4 separate regions of the Mus musculus genome follow, and regions 2, 3 and 4 are each linked to region 1. A link is a contact called in public ChIA-PET, capture Hi-C and promoter capture Hi-C data. All regions are on one chromosome and are shown on one strand. The core of a region is the stretch at or near the end of the contact, and the rest is flanking DNA. Distances in the headings are between cores, read along the strand shown.

Evidence for each region. ChIA-PET counts read pairs in DNA pulled down with a chosen protein or histone mark. Capture Hi-C pulls out chosen DNA fragments and counts their contacts.
Region 2: an RNA polymerase II ChIA-PET map of memory CD8 T cells shows a contact between it and region 1, with 14 read pairs. The contact joins the enhancer-like site here to the promoter of Ifi211 in region 1. A contact is called at or near these places in 3 of 115 datasets of contacts at active chromatin or transcription factors (epiblast stem cells, large pre-B cells and memory CD8 T cells) and 3 of 9 other capture datasets (adipose tissue, liver and macrophages).
Region 3: a promoter capture Hi-C map of liver shows a contact between it and region 1. The contact joins the promoter of Ifi209 here to the promoter of Ifi211 in region 1. A contact is called at or near these places in 1 of 484 Hi-C or Micro-C datasets (B cells), 1 of 115 datasets of contacts at active chromatin or transcription factors (heart atrium) and 2 of 9 other capture datasets (adipose tissue and liver).
Region 4: a contact with region 1 is called in a capture Hi-C map of macrophages, with 5 times the contacts expected there. The contact joins the promoter of Ifi206 here to the promoter of Ifi211 in region 1. A contact is called at or near these places in 1 of 115 datasets of contacts at active chromatin or transcription factors (memory CD8 T cells) and 2 of 9 other capture datasets (liver and macrophages).

The regions. Positions count from the first base shown.
Region 1 is chr1:173,910,258-173,917,325 of GRCm38.p6, forward strand. Ifi211 (interferon activated gene 211) reads right to left here and starts at 2,789. Exons shown (of 7, transcript NM_001033450.4): 1 at 2,557-2,789.
Region 2 is chr1:173,434,951-173,441,765 of GRCm38.p6, forward strand. The region is part of intron 2 of Aim2 (absent in melanoma 2); the gene reads left to right. Among named protein-coding and RNA genes, the nearest start is that of Aim2, 18 kb to the left of the region's middle. Within about 2 kb of position 2,746, at least 71 of the 459 cell types and tissues checked have an H3K27ac peak or open chromatin away from gene starts, as enhancers often do. A contact at or near this core is called in memory CD8 T cells, where this site is marked.
Region 3 is chr1:173,627,613-173,634,418 of GRCm38.p6, forward strand. Ifi209 (interferon activated gene 209) reads left to right here and starts at 3,247. Exons shown (of 7, transcript NM_175026.3): 1 at 3,247-3,543.
Region 4 is chr1:173,486,518-173,492,988 of GRCm38.p6, forward strand. It overlaps Ifi206 (interferon activated gene 206), which reads right to left and starts at 4,801. Exons shown (of 8, transcript NM_001372437.1): 1 at 4,470-4,801; 2 at 2,404-2,455; 3 at 91-375. The coding sequence starts at 355.

The DNA of each region.
Region 1 (7,068 bases), core at 1,539-4,038:
AACGTAGCACACCTATTATAGAAAAAATATAGAAATCCCTTAAATATAAAAAGCACAACTAGTGTATTCTACTTCTTCAAAGGAAATGAAACAGGTATACACAGAGACAATTACACTTGTATATTTATTTCATCACTATTCACGATAGTTGAAATACAGAGTAAGGTAAATATCTTTTAGTGGATGAGTTACAAAGAAAATGAGAACTCGGGTACCATGGTACATGCATGAAAGTCCAGTCCTGTAGAAGTAGAAATAGCAGGATCAGGAGCACATGACTGTTCTCAATTGTGAGAGTCTACTCCAAACATAAATGAAACACACACACACACACACACACACACACACACACACACACACACACACACACACACACACACACACCATGCATGCTAAGTATACATTAAAAGGTCATAAAGTAGAGTCTGCTGTGCAAGCCTTATGGCCTGAGATTAGATCCCTGGAACTTTTGTTTTTGTTCTTGTTTTGTTTTTTTGAGCATGGTTTCTCTGTGTAGTCCCAGCTGTCTTGGAACTCACTCTGTAGACCAGGCTGGCCTAGAACTCAGAAATTCGCCTGCCTCTGCTTCCCAAGTGCTGAGATTAAAGGCGTGCGCCACCACACCCAGCTACCTGGAACTTTTATAAAGAAACAACTCCCCAATGTTGTCCTGTGGTTTCCACATACATATTGCGATTTGTATATAATTTCTCACATCCTCCCCCAAAACACACATCAAGTATTCATTAGCCATTCAAAGGAATGAATTTCTGTCATTTGAAGTTTGATTGAATTTGACTGAAACTGGCCATAAGTATGTTAAGTAAAACACGGCATGTACAGGAAGAGAAACATCTCACGTTTCATTTATTTACAAAAATAAACTTTGTAGAAGAATGAAACGGGATAGTGGTCAGTAGGGATGACAAGAGGCAGCAGCACTGGAAAAATGAAGATGTTCAGTAAAGGACATCAAAACTCAGCACACGTCTCATCCCAAAATAGGAAATCCTAACACATACAACTATTGATTGTTGAAGACAAGGAAATGTTTGTTACTTGGACTAGACTACTACACATTATAAGTACAAATTGGCTTTATAATGTGCCATATAAAATCTTTAAGCTAGAAAAATTATTAAGTCATTTAAACTAAAAATGTAAAAGTATACAGCATTTAGAAGGCAGGGATTGGCAGAAATCTCTGAATTTGAGGCCATCCTGGACTACATAGTCATTTCTAAGCCAATCAATGCTACATAGTGGGACCTTGTCTAAAGAACAAAAACAAAATAGATCAAAACAAAACAAAAGCACAAAATGATACAATTTTTAAAGTGGTTTAGAAAAATACAATACCTTCGAATTGCTGACAAAATACTATTTGATGGATTTAAACATAGTAGAAAAATTTGATGCTGAAAGAGCAATTTAAAGACACCAAAATTCTCTGCTAATATAGGTAAGGACCATCCAAGAAACATCATAAAGCCTGGAGGCTCACTACTTAACAATGAAAGATTTCAACCCAAGAAAAGTGAAACAATTTTAATTATATAATTACCAAATAATAACAAATTTTAGTTTTACAACATTACTCCCAGGACATTAAATAGTACTATGTAGTAAAATACAAAATTAATTGTAGACATTTAAGAGGGTCATGGCAGTGGGTGTCTATGATTCAAGGCGCCAGAGTCTGAGGGAAAGACAGAAGCTGAGGCAGAGGCCAGAGGACTGTAAGTTTGAGGCTGGCCTCAGCTATGTGCCAAGTTATCGGAAACCAGGCTTGGATAATGAAATTATTCTTTAAACAGAACCATTAACAAGCAATAATATATATTTAAACAGGTATGATATTGTCTATGACTATGGTTTAAATTTTATGCATATCTCAACTACTAAAATTTAGGCAAAACAGGATAAAAAATTAGAAAAATTACAGAAGAAATTAGTAACAGTGAACAAGTTTAACTTTCCTCATGAGTATTCACCTCCAGCATGGCATGAAGAGGAGAGTATGACAAATATTGTCTCTAACATCTGATACAGAAGGGAGCTAAGAGGAGAGCTAAACATAAAAATGTCCACAATCTATTTAAATAACTGTATTAACAAAAGTGGGACATTTTTCTCTACAGGCTAATGTGAGTTATCAAGTTGTATATGAATCTCAGTTTTGTATATTCACAAAACTGGAAAGTGTGGTTTTCATTTAACATGATTTTAGTTATCAATATTTTTTGTTTCTGTCTTGTCTTTTACACAGTCCTTCACCACAAACACCTTACTCCCATGTCTTCTCTAGTGAAGATAAATGAAGAACAGTGATAAACACTAACTCATGAAAACTCATAGGAATAGAGGAGGCATCTTTATTCTGTCATCGGCTGTCTTCCTAGTGAAGCATCGGAAACCAGCTACAGCAGGTTTAATGCTGTGAGTGAAGCTGGCACCAGCCTTGGTCCTCCACCATTCAACACTGATTTTTTTCTATGGTCCTTTATATTTCACAGATAGATCTGATCACATGTTTAAGAAACAAACAGAACTCACCTTCCTGGATATTTCTGCAGTGATGTACAGATCCTGAGACCTTCACCGGGTCAAGAAGTGGCCTGCTTGGCTTGAGTAGGTAGGCAGATAAGTCAGTAAATGAGAAACTGAACAGTTGGGTGTAAAGGAAGAGGGTAGTGATTACAAAACTCTCAGAGTTGTTTCATTTCTTGAGCAGCACTGGCTGTCTCTCCCTGTGCTGTCTCCCTCGGGTGAGGAGTGCTGAAATAGCCAGGCCTACTCCCAGTTTCGTTCATAGCTTTCAATTTCCCTGGCTTTGGAAACATCTTAACTTCCTGTAAATACTGTGGTCACTATGAAAAAAAAATCACAGCTTAGTCAGGCTCACATTCTTTTCTGATGAATCTCACTAAATAAGAAAGTCCTAACCTTACAACTTTTGTAGCAAACGGATGTACACTAGCCACTAGACACAAAATTCACATACATGGTACAACCAGATCAAGGTGTTAAAACTAGCTGACCAGGGTTCTGCTCTACTTAGATAGGAGTCCTGGACAGCTAAGGTGGAGTTTTTATTGTAGTAAAGTACTCAAGGCCCAGGGAAGAGTCTAATACACTCAGGGTTTACAAGTATCAAGCCCTTTGGAAGCCAGAGAATTGTGGTTTTGAGGTCTTGCACAGACAGGCTGGTCTCCAGTTGAGCTGAGGTCTGAACTCCAAAGGGTGATAATTCAGCTACATGACACAGTAGGCATTCCCTTATGCTGCTGGAACTCTGGCTCCTGCCTAAGTTACCTCCCCCCACAGACCCCACAAGAGAAGCATGGGTAGAAGTCATGTAGGCAATGGCCCAAGCTTCTGACCTTCAGGCTAAACTCCTCCCCAGTTACCTAGCAACAGTAAAGACCATAAAAAGGGCTGTTCAGCTTCTGTTTGCTATCTTACTTGTCTCTTCTCTTACTCCTTTGTTCTCTTAACTCTCACTCTTCTCTCCTCTTTCCTTTCTCTTTGTCTTCTCCTCTCTTCTCTCTCTCTTACTCTTTCTCTCTAGCCTTCTCTCTCTCTCTCCCTCTCCCTCCCTCCCTTTTCTCTCTCTCCCTCCTCTCTCTCTCTTTTTCTAGCTTCTCTCTTATACCCCTGCATTTCTATAATAAAGCTCTAAAACCATAGAGTCTCTGCTCATCAAAATCTGCTACCCTCACTCTCGCAAGTTTTGGGAACCTCTCTTCTGCCATCCTTCTCTCCTATAACCATGGTGGCTTTAGCAAAGTAGCTCAAGGGATCCCAGGTAGGGCTGACCCTTGGCCACCCCCTGAAGAGTGGGTCAGAGGCTTGAATGCCCACCCAGGGCTGAGTGGAAAGTGTATGGCAGCTCTCCCACACCTGACAGACCAGAGAATAGGTAAAATTCTGGTGGGGTGTGGGTTTTCTCTTCCCCTGGGCCCCCTTTTTAGTTCCCAACAGCTTGTGGTTCTGGGATTTAACCACCAACTGCCAACAAGGTACTTGGAAGTTTTCATAATGAACTTCTGAAAGCAGCAGATGAAAGACAGTTTCAAACAGACAGTGCCTTTGTGACCCTGGGACCTCGAGAGTGGCTGGTGTCACAGCTGAGGTGTTATAGTTCTTGGCCCTTAAGGATTTGCAGCTGTCTGCAATGCTCCTGGTTGTCAGTCAATAGTACCTCAGTTTTCAGCTCTTCATAGCCATACTTGTCTTTATCTCTGACAGCTCTATGTCAGCTGGAGATACTGTCTGGATTTCTTCAGCTGCCTTTTCATCACACTGACCACTGTATGACTACCCCACTTCTAACACTCTATTTTCTCTCTTTTTAAAATTTTATTTAATCTTCTCTTTTTACACTCCATATTTTATCCCCCACCCGGCCCCTGGTTCACCCTCTGATTGTTCCCCACTCCATACCTACTTCCTGCCACCCTGTCTCCACAAGTATGTCCCCAACCCTATCCCTCACCTCTCCTAGACCTCCCCATTCCCTGTGGCCTTCAGTTTCTTGATAGTTAGGTGGATCTTCTCAGACTGAATACAGATCTGTCAGTCTTTTACTGGATATGTGTTGGGAGCCTCATATCAGCTGGTGTATGTTACTTGGTTGGCGTTCCAGTGTCTGAGAGATCTCATGGGTCCAGGTTAAATGAGACTGCTGGTCCACCTACAGGGTGGCCCTCCTCCCCAGCTTCTTTCATCTTTTCCCTGATACAACCCCATGGGTCAGCAGCTTCTGTCCATTGGGTGGGTGGAAGTACCTGCAGCTGACTTTTTCAGCTGCTGGTTGGGTCCTTCGGAGGGCAGTCATAATCGGTCCCTACTTGTGAGAGCTCCACAGCCTCAGTAATAGTGTCAGACCTTGCCATCAACTGGACTGTAGACAGATGTCTAGGCATAGAAATCAGCATCTGAATACATACTGTCCAAGACTTACCCCCAAACATGGATTTGTATACTTGCTGTTGTTTCTATTGTTGACTTGCAGTTTTAATCGCTGGGGGCCTCATTAAATGCAGGGTGTTATTTCAAGTTTTCAACATCTGGTAATACTTGCTTTATGCCCTAAGATGTGGTAAATTTTGAAGGAAGTTTCATGGATTTCTAAGAAAGAAGTATATTTAATGTTTAGATAACATTTTCTGTAGATACCTGTTAGGTCTATTTGATTGATGATCTTACTTTACTCCAAAATTTTCTCTTCATTTTTGTCTGGATGACTTGTTTATTGGTGAGAGTTGTATATTGAAGTCACCCACTATGCTAGGCTCAATATATAATTTTAGCTATAGTAATGTTTCTTTTGTAAAATTTAATACCATTATATCTGGTGCATAAATGTTAAGACAAAATTTTCTTGGTATGATTTCCTTTAATGCTTATACAGTGTTCTTCTTTTTCACTTTTGTTTAGTTTTGACACAAAGTCTGTTTTATTAAGTATTAAAATAGCTTTTATACCCTGATTGCATCTTGGTTCCATTTATGTAGAACACCATTTTCCATTTTCCACCCTAAATTTATAGTACAGTCTTGGATGGTAGAGTATGTTGTTATTTAATACAGCAGATAGATCCTGATTTCTAAACTAATCAGTTAGTAAATACCTTTTTATTGGAAGAATTGAGAAAATTAGTATTGAATGTAATTACTGAACAGTATTTATTAATTCCTTAATTAATTATTTATTAAATATTTTGTTATAGTAGATTGTCCCTCTTTTGATGAACTGTTCTTGGATATTTATTTTTTGTGTACTCTTGGGTATCTTAACCTTTCATATTAACACTTTTGAAGTTTTGTAGTGTCTTCTATAGATCTGGATTAGTAAAGGGAAATTGCTAAAAAATTGTTTTTATCATGAGATGTTTTCTTTCTCTGTAGATTGTGTTTTATATATATGCATATATATGTATGTGCATATATGCATATATACTATTTGTTTCTATTGTTGACTTGCAGTTTCAATCAATAGGGGTCAGATTAGATGTAGCAATATATGAATATTTTGCTGAATACAGCAGTCTAGGATGACTTCTGTGTTTTTTCAGAGTTTGTAGAATATTTGCCCAGTCCTTTCTTCTCAGAATCTCCGTTGAAAGTTAGAAATTGTTCTAATAGGTCTGCCTTTATAAGTGGCTTAGTCTTTTTTCCCTTGAAGCTTTAAATATCTTTTCTTTCTTCTGTACAGTTAATGTTTGAATTATTATATAACAAGGAGAGTTTCTCTTCTGGTCCTGTCTCTTTCATGTTCGGTATGCTGTTCACACCTTGATAATCATCTCCTTCTTTATTGCAGCAGTTTGTCTATGCTTTTGTTAAATATTGTCTATGCCTTTCACCTGGGTTTCTTCTTCTTCTTCTCCTATGTCTATTGTTTATATGATTTTTTCTTTGCCATGACATCCCAGATTTCCTAGAGGTTCTGTGTTTAGAGTCTTTTAGATTTAACATTTTCTTGATGGAGATATTAACTGCTTCTACCTGGCCTTCAAGACCTGAAATTCTCTCTTCCATGTCATTTATTCTGTTGGTGAGGCTTTCTGTTTAACTCGTACATTTTTTATTTTGAGTTTTACTTTAGCTTTGCCTTTCTTTAGTGAGTCTATATCTTTGTTTCATTCTCCTTTTATATCTTTAATTGTTTTTCTTATTTAATCCAACTGTTTGTAGTTTCATGGTCTTCCATGAGATATTCATTCATATTCATTTTAAGGTCCTTGAGCATACTCACAATGGCTATTGCAAAGTCCTTGTCATGTCTTTCTGATAAACTTCTCTTCTGAGGGTTTATAACAATAGAGTTGGCGGCTTATGGAGGAGGTATTCTGTATTTATTATTTTTGTATTTTGGTATTGCCTTTGGCACCAAGTATCTCTAATTATGAAATGTGAGCTGGTTTTGGTATAGATATCGGGTACTACATTTATTAGGTAGGTATTCAGATTTGTGGTTGCTGTTGCTCATATCAGAAAGATTAGACCAGGAAAATAAGTTTAGTTTTCAGTTTTGTGGTCACTCAGGATGCTAATATTCAGA
Region 2 (6,815 bases), core at 1,496-3,995, 480 kb before region 1:
AAAGCAGCACAGAATAATCTACTGAAAATAAATTATAGGTACAAAGCAGACAGTTAAAAACAATCCTTAAGTTGCAAAAATTGAGTTGAAAATGTAAACTTTCATAAATAGCTAAAAAAAAAAATAGGTAGGGGGAGGTTGTTCAGCTGTCAAGTTACCAATGATTTGAAAACAATTCCCACACTGAGAATATTGTTTCTTAAAATAATTGACTATGCACAGAAATACAGATAATAGAGGTTACACTTGTTTAAAGGTATAAAGATGCAAGAACAGAGTAAATAACTATGGTCCCAGCACTTAGTTCTGGAACAGATTAGTATCAGGACTTCAAAAACTCCCGTGTTGACACCCACTCTCATCCACTTTCTGCCTTCCTGAAATACATACTGAGTACCTTGGGTTAGTATCACTCTGTACCATTAAACAAGATTCTACTTTTATACACTTCATACTTTTTTCCATAAGAAGAGGTTTATTGGGGGAAGTGGGGAAGAGAAGAAGGAGGAATGAGGGGATGAAGAAAGACCACTTTATACTTTTAAAATGGGATCATATACATGCATACATATTATATATTCTTCACTTTACAGATATTACCAATGCCATTCATGTCCTTTGTTGTTCATGTCCATCTGTATCATACAGCCCTCGCTGCAGATGCGGCAGTTTCCTCTTGCTCTTTCTACCCTTCCTTACCCTCGCTGTCCTCATCTTCTCTCTCTCCTATCTTCCCTCTCCCCTCTGAGGGTCCTACCAATCAGCATGGTTGAACGCTTCCACCAGGAATGGGAATGTTGTATTGGAATATGAATATTTTTTAAAAAAATTAATAGATAATTTCACATTTGTTTCAAACAAATTACATCTCTGTGTACCACCAGCAGTATGATTCAGATGATATGTAAGGGTTGTAGAAGTGTCTCAGTGGGTAAAAAATCACTTCCTGTGAAATATGAGGATGGACCTGAGATAAGAACTCCAGAACCCGCAAAAAGCTAAAGATAATGCACACCTTTATCCTTGGTGCTTGATGCGCAGATATAGGTGGGTCGGCTCCCTGGGGCTTGTTGGCTATCCACTGAAACTGAAACAGTGAGTTCCAGGATAAATGAACAATTCTGACTCAAAATACAAGGTTGGAAAGAGATTGAGGTTGAAACCCAATACTGACCTCTGGCAAAGAGGAACTCAACTGCATGCATATATACATACATCACACACACACATACACACACACACACACACCTCCTCACATAGACCCCCATACACCCAGACTCACCTACCAATACACTCACACACAAATATGCATATACATATACCTATAAATACAGAACATAACACACTTATACATAAATGTGCATACATGCACACACACACACACACACATATACATATATATGCATCCCACAGCCACATACATGCATGTGCACATACACACATAACACATGTTCACATGTATGCATGCACACCCCACATGGATGCAACTATACACATACATGTGCACACAGCCCCTTCATATCCACATGCACATACACCTATAGCTATTACATAGACAAACATTCATGTGGACACACATTCACACATGTGCACATGCACACCGTTATATGTACACACAAACCACACACATGCACAAACATGTATGCACCAGCATACACACAGGAACATACACTTAGATAGTAAGAGTTTTCATGTTGAAGATGTGAGGTAAAGTATCTAAACCTCTTCATATAGACCCTAAAAACAAGGGAATATCATTTTGAAAGGAAGGATATCTGTTAGTATATATTAAAATATTACAATGGCAAAGCTATGCAATACAAAGCAAACACTTCAAACAGGATACAAGAAAAATGATTTATAGATTTTAATTTATACACTGTTTACCTCTTCATATGTTTCTCGACATATATCCATGTGCCTTCTAGTATGTCTCTGCGCCACAGTCTTACTCTTTAGTTAAAGTGACAATATTTGTGGATATGTCAGAAGTTAGGAGTCAAGTAAAGTATAAGGTCGAGTTTCCAAGACACAGATGCTGAGATTTGCCTGAGGGAGTCACAGGAGCAATTGTAAGTGAGAGAGGCAAACTGTGTTGGACAGAGGGGGAAGCTGAACTCACCCATTCATAGTGGCAGCTGCAGAAGCCCCAGCAGGTCCCCTCAGGCTTGGATGGTTTCCAGTTGTCCATAGTTAGGGCAACCTTTCCATAAGTTAACATTGCCTTCAAGCTGAGTACAGGCAGCAATGTGACCTTGGGCAAGGCAGCTCCCTTTACAGCAGATGATTCTGTTATAAAACTCCGCTGTCTTAGTTGGGAGGAGGAGCAATGGGTTATGGGGTTTGGGTGGTGACAATTTCCAGTGCAGTTACAATAAACAGTTCCTGAACCACAGCCACGTAGAAAAAATAAGGTGGGGTGAATGGAGAGTGGTTTGTGGACATCTTAGAAGGCACGGTAGCAAACGATTGGCATGCCTTTGTGATCATGTGCTTTATGGATTCGGGAGACATGTCCTGGAGTGCCCAATTTTTATGTGGGCTGGTATATACCTTAAAGAGCTTTGTGTTATCCAGAGAAGAAAGTAATGAAATTATGGCAAGGATGAAGAACTTGGGAAACACTGGAAATGGAGCAGGGAAGCCTGGGAGGTTATTAAAGTAAGCTAGCTCAGAGGAGTCTTTTAGTAAGGAAGCTGTTTCTTACCTCTGTGTTTCTGGTTCCATCTTGACTAGAGCTGATTCCATTCACTTTGCTACCAGGAAGTGGTGTGGGGTGATGTGGTTAGGTGTCAGAGTTCGGGCTGTGGTTTCTGCTGGCTCAAGTTCAGGATATTTTTTTGTACATTGTATTAATCATATGATCTTAGGCCATGCACACAACAAACCTAAGCCTCTCTTTACCTATCTTCAAAATGGATATGATATAACTTTGCAGGATTGTTAGGGGTAATCAATCACTTGAAACAATGATTGTAACCATTGAAGTGAGAGGTTCAGAGACGGTGACCTTCCAAGCCAGAAAAAGTCACCCAGACTATGGCAATCATGTATCATGTCCTGTGTAAGAACTCCCAACCAGGAGTTTAAGAAAGAATTTTATGTCAACTTTAAATAAAAGACAAAGCAAGGATAATGACACAAATAAATAAAATATGAGAAGCAGATACATATGTATGTGACTGCCTGTATCCATGTATGCATGTATGTATGCATGTGTGTATACATTTTAGTTATCAACAGAGAGAATAGAGACAGTTGGTATTTGGACATCACAGCTTTATTGACATAAAGTGAGGTGTTGGGTACCAATCTGCAGAAGCACATGTTTTAGAATTTAATTAGAAAATCAGGCTGAAGTTTTTGATACCAGGAATCAATAAACGATAGACTGCATTGGCTGATGGGAATCCTAGTGTGTTAGGTACTTTCATATTTGTGATGTTCAGGTATGCCACATGATTGATAAAACATCCTGGGCAATTCACAGGAGGATACAGGAATCAGATACCAGAGACAAAGATTCTATCTTATGCACACATGCATACATGCGCGCACACACACACACACACATGCATGCACATGCAGATACATATACATATTTGAATGTGCACACTTGCGCATACCATGTTGCTGTGCTTGTCAGGGCCATTTCATTCCTCTGGACCCTCTGTTAGTCTGAGTATATCCCAACGACTCTGTGCTTGTCCTTGTGTCTCCCTGTCCTGTCCTTTTGTCCTTTTGTCCTTTTGTCCTTGTGTCTCCCTGTCCTGTCCTTTTGCCCACCTGAAGCCTCCGTAACTGTCAGTTCTCTGTTTCATCACCAAGTACATTGGCTCTTCTCATAATGTTGTAACATTTCTCCCACCTGACATGATAGGTGAGAGACAAGGAACCGGCAAGCATAAGTAGAAAGTTTCTAATTGTGAAGGAAACTGCAGCAGAAGAACTTGTCTTTTATATACGGAAACGGTATGATGGATTTTTATCATTAAAATCTCATTAGCAAATGATTATTACAAATGTTGGGCTATAAACCAGAAAAGAAAACCTGTTCTTATCCTCATGTATCCTGAAGTTCAGCAAAGGGATGGTCCTTGCATACAGACTGTAATTGCAGAATCAGAGGTCAACTGAGTCCCCTTACTTTCCAACATGTTCCTATGTCACCTCTGACTTCATTTTTCACTGGTGTCCCAAGTATGAGTCACACTAAGCGGACATGGTAAGCAATCCTGGTAAGTTGAGCATGGAATGGCTTTATGGATATTAGTAAAACTCGTGCACTTAACAGTTGTGGGTTGAGGTCTCAGTATATCGCATTCTCTTTGCTCATTGTTAGTTTTTAAAATATGGACTTGTGTAGCCCAAGTTGTCCTTGAAGTTCCTTTGTAGCCAAAGATGGTTTTGAAGTGACCTTGCCACCTCCACCCCTTAAGTGCAGCACCATGGCTGGCTTGATTTTTACATTGTTTATAAACGATATCTGAATATGCCCTATGCTTCTATAGCTTGCCTTTTTATGAAAATAGCAGAAACAACACAAAAATTTCCTAATACTAGTAATAGTGCACAGTGTTTGCTATAATATAATGTTTTATATTTGTCTTAGTATTTTATTGTCTTTCTTAGTCTTTTAACTATATAAACTCTTTCGATGTTCATAATGTTCCCCACCCCCACACCCACCCCCGCCACCAGATACACTCAGGTAGTCTCATGGAGTAGGTACTTCATAAGACCGTGAGACTTAAGGTCATCCAAGCTGATGTTTATTTTCATTTGTTTGATAGGGTGGCAGATATCATGAACTTCTGTGTCTTATGTGACCATGATGGGAAAATCATGGAATCCTGGCTTTGGGCTTGGGCGATGAACTGTAGAGATCAAATGAAGGGGGTGCACAGAATGGCAAGATTTCCAAGGCAGCAGGGTTCAGTACAGGGGGTTGAGGGATGTGAGGAAGGCCTGACCACTGACCTGACGGTCCTAGGCATATGCCCCTGCATGAGAGCAGGGACAGCTCACACTAGAAACAAAGCCTGTGTGCAGGCAGAAGGCAAGGGGAACCTTCCACTTGGTAGCAAAGCTGTATGATCCTGCGGTTTCAGAAGCTTACAGCTTTCTCAAAGGCCAGTATCTCTGCTTTGTTCCTGTCTCTGTTCATCTCTGCTTCAGGACAGTATGGCCCAGCATCCGCCAAGCAACCTAGACTAGAAGTCAGGATACGAGGGGTGAAAATTATAGAAAATATCATAGGAAAATCAGGCAATAGCCACCTGTATGCTTCCTAAATCTTAGTAGAACTTTTAAGATCTGAAACCTTCCACTCGCTGCCTTTATTGAGCTATAATTCACAGATAATGGGTATGCGTTAACAGGACACAATGTAGTATCTTCATGTGTACATATCTTGTGAAATGATAATCATAGAACAAAATTAATCTGTCTGTCTGTCTCTGTCTCTCTGTCTGTCTGTCTCTCTCTCTCTCTCTCTCTGTGTGTGTGTGTATGGTGTATGTGTATGTGTTTGTGTGTTTGCCTACATAGATATCTTTTTACCGTGGGTATAGTGAGAACCTTTGAGATCTGTCTTATTTTCTCAAGTTTCAAATGTATGCTACACTATTGATCCCCATCCTCCTTCTTTATCCTGCCTTCTGGTACCCCCTAGCTTGTGCTTCTGTTCTCTAGTGCTCTGACCTTTCTTTCTCAGTCTCCCTCCCTTGCTCCTCTTTTGCCCAGTGCCATGGCTCCCTGAGTCTCTAGGGGGTGCTTCCACCTCACCTCCCTCCTTAGCCACATCCTCTCCACAGCATCAGTTGCCATCTGCATTCTAATGCAGTTTGCATTATCCAGAGTTCTGACCTTTCATCTAAGCTCCAGGTTCATAAATTCAATTAAATCTCTCTATTTACATATCTCATGAGTACCTCAAATTTAACACTTCTTGCACGCAGCCCACATTCTTATCACCTGCCCTGCCCTGCTCCTCCTCTTCCTGTTTTTCTGTATCAATGACACTTTTTGAATGCTTCCCTGACCCAGCATTTTGGGTTTAGCCTTCAAATCTCTACCTCTTTTAAATAGGTTTTTCTTTTCCTCCTCCTCCTCCTCCTCCTCCTCCTCCTCCTCCTCCTCCTCCTCCTCTTCTTCCTCCTCCTCCTCCTCCTCCTCCTCCCCCTTCTTTTTTGTGTTTTTACTGGGCACATGTCACATTTGGGACTTTCCAGCATCTTACAAATAATTCACATGTAATAGTCCTACCTCCCCAACCCAGAAGTAAGTCCAACTTTCAGCTTCCTTTGCAGTGCAGATGGCTGGAGCAGACAAGGGCTTGCCCTAACGGGTGCTTTCCAGATGAGATTTGAGTCTGACGTCTTTGGTATAAGGACCAGAAACATGGAGGGCATAGCCCTTGCCAATATGGCTCCTTTAGGCGTGATTAGCTTTCAGGCAGCAACTGAAATTGCAATAGGATTGCTGACACCGAGGCAGCATTGGTGCTGAAGTTTTAGCAGTGGCTGTGGAGACAGATCCTGGCATTCTGCAGGTGACAGCAGCAGTGAGCTTCCTCCTTCAGAACAGTTTCACTGTGTGGTTTGATGTGTGGGTGGGGGGAGGGGTGGGGAGCCTTTTTCTGTGAGTTTAGACCAGACTTTGTTCCTTTATCCTTTACTGATCTCTGAGGTTATTATTTTTAAGAAAACAAGACTTTATTAAGCTAGCTGGAGTCAATTCTGTTGTTTGCAGCAAGAATCTTGAGCAATTTGATGTTATTGATCCTTCTGTGGAAGGAAATTTAGGTGTGTTTT
Region 3 (6,806 bases), core at 1,997-4,496, 280 kb before region 1:
ATGCTGGACTGTAGGTAGGAGGAATTTATAGAGCCCACCTACCACAGGAAGACAGGGCATCAAATTGAAGGAGAGAAGAATCATCCCACAGACATAACTCTGACCCATAATTGTTCCTGTCTAAAAGAATTATAGGAATGGAAGTGGAGAGGAGGCTGAGAAAAAGAAAGTCCAGTGTCAGGCCCAAAGTAGTATCCAGCTTAAGGGGTCGTTCCAAGGCCTGACACTATTACTGAGGTTATATAGCACTCACAAAAAGGGACATAGCATAGCCACACTCTGGAAGACCCAACAAGCAACTAAAAGAGTCAGATATTTGCACCCAACCAATGGACAGAAGCAGCTGACCCCTGTCGTTGAATTAGGGAAGGATGAAAGAAGCTGAGGAGAAGGGTGATCCTGTAGGAGGACCATCAGTTTCATTTTATCTGGACCCCTGAAATCTCTCAAACACTGGAACACCAAACAGGCAGCATATACCAGCTGATATGAGGCCCTGAACACACATAGAGTAGAGGACTCCCGAGTCTGTGTTCATTCAGAGATGATGCACCTAACCCTCAAGAGTCTAGAGGCCCTAGGGAGTTTAGAGGTTAGGTGGTGTCGGGGATGGGGACATCCCTGTGGAGACAGGTGGTGTTTGGGAAAGAAATGGGATGTGGAATAGTCGGAGTAGGGACGGGTATAGGGGAGAATAAAATATGGATTGTAAAAAAAAATAAATTAAAAATGAAAGAAAATGATAAAGTAAAATTAAAAATTAATTGAGCTGAGAGATCCAAAAACCTTGGGAATGAAAATTTTTGAGTTTCCCAGGAAAATGAACAAGGTTCCTTGGGGCAGCCAGGAAAAATGGGCCATTAATCAATGGCTGTCCTAATACTGGATCAAAAGGGAGTATAAGCCCAGAGCTGAGTCATTTCCTGGAATATTTAGCTGAAGGAGAAACAAGCCCAGAGCTGAGTCAGTTCCTAGATTCTTCGAGGCCTCACCAAATAATAGAACCAATCAAAAGTGTACTAATGTCGCTGCGCAGTTCTAGCCAATCATGTTAGAGGTTTCCTAACTGTTCTAGAAAATTCCTCCAGCCCTGCATAAATGGGGCCTGCGATCTCTTTGGGTTGTCTCCATTTTGTATGGATAGCTTACCCTGTCAAGTTAGACATTTCTGCAAGATAAATGCTCTTTGCTTTTGCATACTATTTGAGTCTTGGGTCTTTCTTCAGCCATTCTTGGGCTCTTACAGAGACAGAATTAATCACATAAGTTTGTGAAGTTTTCAAATAAAAATTAATGTTATGGGCTAAAGAGTTGGTTCAGTTGTTAAGAGTATTTGCTGCTGTTTCAGGACCCAGGTGTGATTACCAGCAACCACATGGAGATTTATCACCTCCTTGGGTACCAGGCATTTACGTGTTGCACAGACATACATGTGGGCAAAAACATTCATACACCTAAAATAATAAAAATTAAATCTAAAAAAAGTGAAAGTGGAAAATAATAAGGAAAAAAGTAATTTTATATAAAATAGTGAAAAGTAAAAATTAATTTAAAGAAAAGTTCATTAAAACATTAAATAAGTTAATACTCGTGTTTAATTATTATTTGATTCCATTATTAGTATTCATCCTGTGCGATAATATCTAATTATAAGTAAAACTGTATCTCAGAGATAATGAGCAAGTCCCTTTCATAAAGTCAATTGGCAATAAAGAAAACATGATGAAATTAGGCATAGTGTACATACATGTGATCCCTACACTCAGGAGGCCAGAGCAGGAAGAGCTACATTTTGAGACTGGCCTGGGCTCCATAGTCAGACCCTGCATCGACTACCAAATGACAACAACAACAGGGATAAGAAGTCAAAGTGTAATATCACCACTTTGCCACATCACAAATTAAACCATAATTTCTTTCTCTGATGCTGTAATTTGGAATGATCCATACAAATACTGTCCACAGTGCTTGTCCCAGATTGGTACCTTTGGCTACCTTGTGGCTATGTTGGGCTTCTGCAGCAGGGATAGGCAAATCCACTGAGACATAAGCAGGAGCTGAGCGGAAACAGTAGGATCAACTTCCCCTGGGCTTTCTTTACTAAATCAGTTCAAAAGATGAAGAAAGGAAAAGGAAAAACTACATTGGCCAAACAAAAGAAAGATAAAGATGGTATTTTCCAACCTCCATTCACCATGAATAAAGGGCTGCAACCAGAATCAATGGTGGAGACACAGCACAAGTCCAGTGGCTTAGCTCTCCCAAGAAAAGCTTCTCTCTGGCTTTCCTTCCCCTTCTCTCCTTTTTGGGAATAATTAGTATTTTATGTAGTCTAAGAAACTAGTGAAAATGGCATCTAGTCAGCAAATCCACAGTTTCTAGTCATCTATATTGTTTCAGAAATACTTCAAGGTAATCCAATTCCCAATGATGGAAACATGAAATGATGGCACATTTTTAAAAGTTCTTAATTAAGGCAATCACCAGTTAAAGAATACTACTTTCCAAAGCTGGGTAAAAGATTTAAATCTAAACTGATCCTGGTCTACAGAGAGAGTTCCTGGCCAGCCAAGACTACACAGTAAAACTGTCTTTGAAAGTAAATAAATTAATAATAATAATAGTAGTAGTAGTAGTAGTAGTAGTAGTAGTAGTAGTAACAGAAAAGAGGAAAGCTAAAGCCAAAATCCTTTCTGCTTACGTGAGATTGGAGTCATATGTTTCTAACAGCATGGTACTCTGGAAAGTCCAGGGAACTAACAAAGGAGTGAAGTGTTTAAACCAAAAGCAATTTCATCTCAGATTTTTTCTTTCCTTTTCTTTTCTTTGCTTTTTTTCTTTCTTTCTTTTTTTTTTTCTTTTTGAAATTCATTCAAGAGCAGCTAGCAATTGCCAATTTCTCCTGCTGCCATTTGCATCCTGAGCAGGAAAGAAAGAGACCTGGTGACTTAGCTTTGCCTTTTGGGAGTTCATCTTTATTCAAAAGAGAGCACATTCCTGGTGACTCACTTGTGAGTTTGTTGGATGCAGTGCTTTTATATTTGGTTCTTGTACCTGTAAGATTTGTAAGAAAAGCAAAACATATCAATGGAGTGTAACTGTCTCTGACTTTCTTATGGTGACTAAAAGGTATACAGGAAGAAAACTGTTGAGTTTCAATCTCTGAGTAAATCGAAAGAGATGCACTCTGCCGGGAGGGGAACTTCCTGTTTCTTAGCTCTTCTGCCAACAAAACAACACCCAGCTGAGACATTCAGCAAGCCTCAGTCCATGGAGTGAGTCTAACCTGAGAATTTCTGTAGATTACATTTTCCAGTTCCCAAGAGATTTATTGGTTTATCTTCTTACACACATACACATACACACACACACACACACACACACACACACACACACACACACACACACCAACTCCTCCCTGTCCCCAACAAACTTTAAGAAGAAGAAGGACAAAAGAGAAGAGGAGGAAGAGGAGTGGAGAAGCCTCTAGTCCTGCCCTGTAGAAGATCTCAGCTTTACATCCCTAGAGAAACATCCAGCAAGGTGAGTTCTACCTGTTTTCTGTAGATATGGTAGATATTGGCTACATCTGTAAAAACAACAAGGACAGTGAAAAGACCTTTGCTGGTTCTTGTGGAGGAGGCAGTGCTGATCTGGTGCCTGCTGCACTCAGCAGTGAGCCCACAGCAGCCGGATTAGGGTCAGTCACTCAAAAAGATAGCAGACATCTTTAGTCCTCCACCACAGAGGAATGAGCTAAGAATAAAACATTTTGCATATTTTAGATAGTTTAATGAACTTTTTAAGCATAAATCTGAATAAGTGGATAATGTGAAGGCTATAATTAGCTCGGATAGGGAGTTCATGGTTATCTGGGATATGTGGGTGAGTGGGAAAAAGCCAAGATAGTGGCATGAAAAATTATTGTGAATGAAAAGTGCCTCTGGACATGAAATGAATTTTCTAATATCCTATCACTATGTGTAGTAGGAAGTTTCTCAGGTTCATAATATATAAACACAAAATGGTTTAACCATTTCCCAAGCCCATTCTGTGTTGTTCTTTCTTCACACCTCTCTAAAGATGGTATTTCCATTGTTAATTTCTACCATCAGGAAAGTTATTTTATTTTCCTTTTGGTTCTCTAATGGTGAAGTGTAATAGAGTGATGGAAGGTCAATTAGAACACATGTATCTTGCACATTTATAGAACAGTTTAAAGAATATATGTACCACAGCAGAGGACTTGGATAGAAGCTCTTAATTGATTTCAAAGTTCTGTGAACATTAGACCAGGCTCACTAAGTTTATTAATTATTGTAGCTAAACTTTCTAAATCACTGCAAAAGATTTTACTTATTTTTAACAATCAAGGGATGTACTTCTTTTTTATTTATTTTTATTTTTATTTTATTTTATTATATTTCAAATGTTATCCACCTTCCCAGTTTCCCCTCTTCAAACCTACTATCTCATCCCCTCTTCCTCTGCCTCTATGAGGGTACTCCCTCACACACCCAACCACTCCTGCCTGCCTGCCCTGCCATTCCCCAACACTGGGGCATTGGGCCTTCACAGGACCAAGAACCACCCCTCCCACTGATACCAAATAAGGCCATCCTCTGCTACATTTGCAGCTGGAGCCATGGTTCCCTTCATGTATACTCTTTGGTTGGTGGTTTAGTCCCTGAGAGCTCTGGGGGTTCTGTTTGGTTGATATTGTTGTTCTTCCCATGGGATGGCAAACCCCTTTAGCTCCTTCAGTCCTTCCCTAACTCCTCCATTGGGGTCCCATTGTTCAGTCTGGTGGTTGGCTGTGAGCATCTGCAATCTGTATTAGTCAGGCAGAGCCTCCATAGAGATGTACTTCTAAATGTACCATGATATTCTGATCTTTCTATTATTATTATAAGCAAGCCAGCTCATTCAGTCAACAATGTCTCAAGGGAGGGAGGATTAAAAAGAAAAAGACAATTAGACATTATAACATGACTCCAGACAGCGCTGACACTAAAGCAGGTTTATTTTTTCCCAGTCAGCTTTTATACCTTCTAGGTCCTTGCAGAGAACAGGGTCAATTTTTAAATCAAAGTAATCAAGAAAGGCTATGAACAAAGAGATCACACCAGGTAGGAATCAGCCAAAGCAATAAACAAAGTATCCTGAGTCATCATTTCTAGGGATTACCAAGACAAAAGCAAAGTCACACCTTCCTTGACTGTATTTGCCTCAATCCTAGCATCAGCCCAAATGCAATGCTGTTACTGATCCTACTGAGCCCAGTGACAAGTACTGGCCAAATTTCTATAAACAGCACCAAAAGCTCTCCACCTTATTAGATAAATCAACTATTTGTAGGAATGTTATCATTTTGTAGTATTTTAAATCAACTTAAATATAATATAGATGAAATGACTTTTTTTTAGTTACAATATGAAATGGTTTGGTTTAAAAATTCCCCTTATTATTTAATAAGGTTTATTAATAACATATGGCTATGTATATCAATTTGTATTATATTATATTTTTATTATTTAAAATAATTTTAAATTTAAATATATTTTTACAATTCTTCCACTCCCCAAATTTTTTCATATCCTCTGACCCTCTCTACCTACCCAACTTTAAGTTCTTCCTCAAAATAAAACCAAAAAACTTATAGCAAAACCCCCAAAACAAGAAAATAAAATAAAATTACACCCAAAGAGAAAAAAAAAACAACAACTGCCAAACTTTAAGCAAATGAAAGAGTGATGTACGCCTGGGTTGGTGTCTATAATTCTCTTTTGGTAGTGTGCAGAATATCTTTTAGTACCAACAAAATTTACAAGTGGGGGTGAGGCTTTATGTAGGTACCAGCCAGACATCTCTATGTTCAAAGAGTTGTGACAGTGAAATCTTCTTCAGTGGGGCCTCTTGTCAGTTTGTGAAGAGCAACGGGAAGTCTTGGCAAAAGTCTGGGTTATTTGGGGATTCCTGTGGGGACCCTTTGGACAACAACTCAACTAAGTGTAACCCAATTCCAGTTATGAAAGCTGCATGTGGTGACAAGAAGTGCCTAGGTGGGACTCTGTCTCTTCTATTAATTCGAAATTCCACTTAGACTGCCTTCATATAGGTAATATTTTGGGAGTTTTCTACTGTATTAGGTTTCCATACTACCCCTCAAATGTCCTTTAACTTTATATTCTCTCCCCATATTCCCTTCCATAACTCCTTCTCCTCTTCCCCTCCCCACTTGATCTTCCTGTCCCAAGTCCCATTCCATAATTATCTATTTTATTGCCATTTCCTAAAGAGATCTATCTTTTCACTCCATCCAGTGTTTCTCTACCTGTGGGTGGGAACACTTTGGTGGTTTGAAAGACCCTTTCACATGGGTTGCATATCAGATATCCTGCATATCAGTTATACTGCATATCAGATATCCTGCATAACAGAAATTTACAGTTCATAACAGTAGCAAAATTACAGTTATGAAATAGCAACAAAATAATTTTGCGGTTGGGGTCACCTCATGAGGAACTGAATTGAAGAGTTTCAGTATCAGGAAGGTTGTGAACAACAGCTCAAGTTGTTTATTCTATGCCTACCCCCTGTGGTTCTACAGATTATAGCTTGGTTATCATTGACTTATCCATAGCAACATATCTTAAATAAAATGTAACAATAGCTTTTACGTAAATGACTATGACATATATATTCAGGCTCATAATACCATTTTTTCAAGTTTCTGCTGTAGTTATTTCATTTGTGATACTTCCGTATTCTCCTCCTTGTCTTTTCTTTATAGCTATGTCTTATAG
Region 4 (6,471 bases), core at 3,551-6,050, 420 kb before region 1:
GGAAGACTTATCAGCTATGATCACTGCAAGGAGCTGGCAAGTTTAGGGATGGTAGAGAAAAAGTGGGCATCCAGACTGCTTCTCTCTTACCTTTCTCCTTCTTTTTTCTAAGTATATCAACATGATCTGCAAGTTCTGGAATATCTTCGCATACTTCTATCAGTTTGCTCAATCCAGCATCCTCTGGGAACTTTTCTTCCATTAAGTCAGCAATCTTAATTCTGTCATAATCATCTTGCATGTTCTTAGTCAGTTTTAGGTCATGGTTCAGTAAGGACTTAAGTGCTCTAAAGTTATAGTCATTCATATATTCTAATCCAGACAGAAGAACAATTTGCTTGTAGTAATTCACCATCTCTCAAGTTATGGATAAGACTACAAGAGAATAACAGTAGACTGAATTACACACATAAGAGACCATTTAAAATACAGAGCATATCTAGGTAGCAAACAGCCCTTGACATAGTGTTGTCTATACCTGTGCATGAGAAAAAATGGAGCATCGCTTACTAACTGTGCCACTGTGGGAAAAAATGAGTGCAGAACCGCTTGGTTAGTAAATCAGTCTAAGGAACTCTTCCCTGATGATGATGATGGATGAGTGAGGTCGCTGAAGGTGGTTATGGGAAAGCATGGAAATCACCGTTTGTTACAGTGTATAGAGTATGGGCTGTGAAGGTTGAAATCCCAGGTCCTTTTTTTCCATTGTATATTGATCCTGGAACTTGGTTCTTCTTCCCATTCTTTTTTTTTCTCTTTTAACAATTGTTTATTGTTTTATCTATTTATTCATATCCCACTTGTTTTTCTCCCACCTTGTGAGAGACCAAGCTGTGGGAAACCAGACCTTCAACAACTCCTAACCTGAGATCCAATTGACCCTTTGATGGGAGTCGAGCCACCCCCTCCTTCTTATCTTGACCTGGGACTTTTTAGACAGAGCCAGCATTCCAAGATAAGCCACAAGATTTTTGAAGCCTGCACTCAGCATCTGCCTCAGATATCTGTCCCTCTCTCTGTGCTTTGATTATTCCCCCTCACCCCTCCCTGTTTCCTCTCACTGTGTGCTTATAATCAGGCTCCCAGCCTCCATTAAATAGACCTTGACAACTCTTTGCTTGGTCTCCCTCCCTTTTCTCGCCCTTTTCTTTTTCAGGATTGGTCCCCCTGGACCCCACGAATAGCTAGGTCCTGCAGGTCGGGATACCACCTGGTTTGCCCTCAGAGAGTTCCTCCTGACATCCTCCCTCCCCAATGTTCCCTCATCCTGGTGCATCAAGTCTTTGTAGGATCAGGCACATCCTCTCCCAGTGAGGCCAGAAGTGCCAGCCCTCTGCTACATATGTGACAGGGGCCTGGGGACAGCCTGCTTATGCTCTTTGGTTGGTGGCTCAGCCCCTGGGAGCTCTCAGGAGTTCAGGTTAGTTGAAGTGTCTTTATTTGTTACTAGAACCTGCCTCTAGATATCCCCCTGTTACTTCCTGACTTGCCCATACTCAAATGGCTTATCTATAAATGGTCTGTGTGTTCTCTCAGTTTATAGGAATGGGTGTTGACTACAACAGGATGAACCTGGCCCAGGCATTGACTCTAGTCCACTTGGTTCTTTGTTAAGCAGCTTCCATTAGCATCCTGTCTCACCAGGTGTTAGACCTTGCTTTCTGTGTCCTTGGTATTGTCATTTTGCTAAGTACTTTCTAGTGCCAGGTGGCAGCATTCACTGGAGGGTATTATTTCTATAGCTACTTGCTTTTTCTCCTTTTAGACTTGACTTTTTAAAATGGGTTTTCCTTGCTCATAGTGCAGTTTTCTCTGAATAGGCTGTGTTTAAATGCTGCTAAAATAAGCTAATAGCTGACAAGTTTTTTAAATAAAATTTTATTAATCCTTAAAATACTTCGGAAGTCCTTGGATAATCTGCTTCTTTTACATACGGTTCTTTTATATTTGTGATATGACACACTTCAGAATGCACAGCACCCATTCCCTTGGCATGCTCTGTGAAGTAGATGGTGTCCTTTTCATCACCATTCTTCCATTGCTTTCTCTGTCTGCCATCTATGATGACCTTTAAGAATCAACTGAGACTTTACCTTCTGGAAATTCCTAAAATTCTCCCACTAGACCAACGTTCCTTTTCTACACATGATTAGGAGTTTCTAAACATCCTTAATAACTCTCAAGGATGGAATAAATTTGATAGTTGCTTAAAGTTTAAGTCATTTTAGTTATGGGGTATTTTATCCATCTGTCTGTGTCTGTCTCTCTGTCTCTGTCTCTGTCTATCTCTCTCTGAATCTGTGTGTGTGAGTGTGTGTATGTGTGTGAGTGTGTGTGTGCATGTGTGTGTGTTTGTGTGTGTAATATTCTAATCAGAGTGCTAAATGTTCTCAGATTACTAACCTTTTACAACAGCATTGTCTGGCAGACACGGTTCAGAAGACGAAAGGCAAGTCTACAAAGAGAAATAGAACATTGATGGTGATACTAAAGAAGATCAGATCATATGAAAGACCATACTCTCTAGAGCAATCAGATTTCAGCAAAATAGTGGGATGATTTTATATTACAATGGCCTAAGATACTACAAACTGGAGGAGTTTCAAAATTTTGAAGGTTGTATTTATTTTATGATTTTTGACAATAAGCTTATGCCAAAATATAGACTGATGTGAAATGACAGGAGACCTTGACATTTTTGATATAATCTGCTTACATGTAAATGTTCATTCTTTTCTGCTAAAATAATATTTTTTTAAATGTTGCAATAATGATCCCAATCTCAACAATATTCAGTAGTATAGTGTTTCAGGTATTTACATTAAAACCCATCTTCAGTTAGCAAATCCTAGATATCAAAGTATAGTCATCCCCAATGGTGCAAAGAGGTACCCTTAACTTACCCTACATAAAACAAACACTGAGAATGAGTGTCTGAATGTAGACCAATTCACACTCAGAGAAGAAAGCCTCAACAGTACTCTCTGGCATCAGTGCCTCGGCAGGTTCAGATGAGCTAACGCACCAGGAAGAGCTCTGGGAAGTGTGGTAAGAAAATAGTGTGTGCAGTTGAGAGCTCCTCAGAGTAAAACCTAAGCAAGGTGAAAACTGGGTGAGTCTCTGCCTCAGGAGTGAAACTCTCCTCAGAGAGAGGAGAGACAGTAAGGACATCAACAGGACCACTGAAGGAGGAAACAACATAAGCTCAGTAATGTTGTCATCACTTGTTAGCCACTTGAGTCATAAAGAGAAGGCAAGAAAAGAAATGCAGATGTCCCATAAAAGAAGTAGTCATAGTAAAATCCAGAAAAATGTGTCCTCAACCTACCCTACAGGAACTAACATATAATTGGTTAATTAACATCCTTTGTCAAATTTTCTTTAATATGTGCAGCTAAATGTTTCCATTAAGGCATGCATTCATGGAAATTATAAAATAAATCCTTTTTATAGAAACTAATAAGAACAGATTTTTTTATATTAGCATTGTCTTAATTAGAACCAAAAATATAAAATTCTTCTCAGAAAACCAAAAGAATGACAATAGTTTACCTCCTAGAAATAGAAAAGTGTTTTAATAATAGAATTGTCCAGTAATAACTTAAAAAACCAAAATTTAATGCATGATTTAGGAGTATTTATCTTAATTTCTAAATGAACAGGGTCATAACTTTTGTAAAATTTTAGAAAGTCTGGGCAGCATAATTAATACACCTAATAAGTGATAGATCAACCATAGTGCACAGAGGGACTGCAGAAGAGTCTAAAAGTATGAAGTATACATCTAGTTCCGATGAACCTCCAACTCTTTTCTAAGTCTTACCACCAGAAAACAAAATCAAAGAAAACTAAAAAGACAAAAACCCAAAGCAATTAACTTTCAGGATGATACAGACTAACAATGTCTACAATATTACTTTATTCACTTGATGCACAAGTGAATGAAGACCATTTAATGTGCTTCTTAAGTCAATAAAACCACAGGTTTGCAATCATAATGAATCTGGGATATCTTTGACTACATATGCCCATTGGTGCCCAGGTTGTGTATGGTTGCAATAATAGATAATGCAGCCTGAGGGCTAGATGCATTTTTTCAGTATTATTGCTTCATGGCAATTTTTCCTGTCACAAACTTGTCTGTTGCCCAGCCACTCACTACAACCACCAGGTTCTAAGCATTCTCCAGCCAAGAAAACTAAAGCACTCTTCTTATTCACTTATCCAGACTTACCTAAAAAACGTGTATTTTATAATCTGAAATATGCCCCTTTTTGGGTCAGTCTTACTGGTGGAGGAATCAGGATGCCTAGCATCATTATGAGCCAAGGACCTGAATCCAGATAGTGCAGATTCACTGCTCAGTGTAGCAGCCACCAGCTTGGCTTCCTTCTCTCTCAACCTAAAGATCGACAAGGATTTCACCTGTAGTCGTGTGCATTCACAGAGAAAGCAGGGGGAGGACTCACCTCTTCAGAAAATTCTTCAGTGGTATCCAGTTTTGCAGGGCAGGAAGCAGTGAGTGAGTGAGCAAGTGAGTGAGTGAGTGAGAGAGAGAGAGAGAGAGAGAGAGAGAGAGAGAGAGAGAGAGAGTGTGTGTGTGTGTGTGTGTGAGTCTGTGTGTGAGTGTGTGTATGAAGAGTAAACAGTAAATCTCTCAGAAAGAGAACCAGAGGATTTTGTAATCTCCTGAAATTCTGAGACAATGAAGTGTTTTCAGAGAGAGATGGAAAGCTGACACTGGGTAGAGTCACTGCTCAGCTGCTCAGACTGAGGGGAACTGGGTTTCTCATCCTGTGCTACTTTGTGGGGAGTGGACAAGGTTCATAGCTTTCGATTTCCTCAGAGACAGAAACTCAAGAGTTTCCTTCCTGTAAACAATTACCAAAAAAGTCAAAGAGAGCTAGTTACACTCAGGATGTTTCTTGCAAATCTTCATAGGTACAAGATTTAGATTTATAATCCTCATGTCCTACAGGCTTGCAAAAGGATCCCTAGGAACCTTCATTCCTTTGAATGAAGGTGAAAACTTAGACCAAAAAAAGCCAAGTCACCCAGTCTCTTCTTTCTTTTCTGCTCAGACTCAGTGTCAGGAGATCTTTGCTGTGTCAGTTGCCAGCTGCATGTGAATGAGTTTCAAGGAAAATCTGAGATGAAACAACTCCTGGTTTAAGTCATTCCTGTAGCATCTATGCATCCATTAGTAGCTCCCAAGACCTAGACTTGCCACAGCATAATGTTACAAACACACAACTCCAAGCTGCAACCTCAAATAGCTAGAAAGGCATTTGGCATTATCCACCTCCCTCTTGATTATAGAACTAAGCTGTCCTCCTTCAATGGTGAAGTTAATGCTTCCTCAGTGTCTCTACATTATTCACTGGTAAGCACAGGGAAACCTGGGGCCTGGGAGTCAGTGGGAAACCTCGAGCTTTGATTGAGATTATGGACTGAAATAATGCTTGTCCTGCTGCACTTTTCTGGCATGGAGAATTCAAGGATTAAGGATTGATGTAATCCTGAAACATGGAACAAATGGTATCAAGTAGCAGATAATGGTATGAGAGCCTGCCAGCTGGTCTGCAAAAGAGGATAATGCCATAGCTAGGTAACCAGTCACCTGGATGAAAATGATGGGAGTTAAAATGCTTTCCAACTGCTAGTCTTGGGCAACTTTTGGATGTCTCTGCCTTTGATAGCAGAACAGTTGGGGGAAATCACCATCCCTGACCTCAAGCTTTCCTACAGAGCAATAGTGATTCAACTTGCATGGTATTGGTACAGAGACAGACATGTTGATCAATGGAATAGAAATGAAGACCCAGAAATAAAACCACACACTTCCCATCACTTGATCTTGACAAGCCAAAACTATACAATGGAAAAAAGAAAGCATTTCAAAAAAGGGTGTTAGTCTAACTGGCTGTCTGTATGTTGAAGAATGAAAATAGACCCATATTTATCACCTTGCACAAAGCTCAAGTCTAATTAGATCAAGGACCTCAAAATAAAATCAGATACACTGAATCTAATGGAAGAGATAATGGGAAAGAGCCTTGAACTCATTGGCACAGGGGGAAATTTCCTAAACAGAACTCTAATGGTTCATGCTCTAAGATCAAGGATTGATAAATGGGACATCATGAAACTGGCAAGGTTGTAAAGCAAAGAACATAGTTGATAAGACAGATCAGCAACCTAAAGATTTTGAAATAATCTTCACTAACCCCACATCAAATAGAGGGCTAATATCCAAAAATACATAAAGAACTCAAGAATCTAATCACCAAGCACCCAAATAACCCAATCAAAAAATGGGGTATTGAACTAAACCTAGATTTCAATTCTGAGGAATCTCGAATGACTGAGAAGCACCTAAAGAAATGTCTAAAGTCCTTAGTGGTCAGAGAAATGCAAATCAAAATGGCCCTGAGATTCCACTTTACACCAATCAGAATGGCTACGATCAAA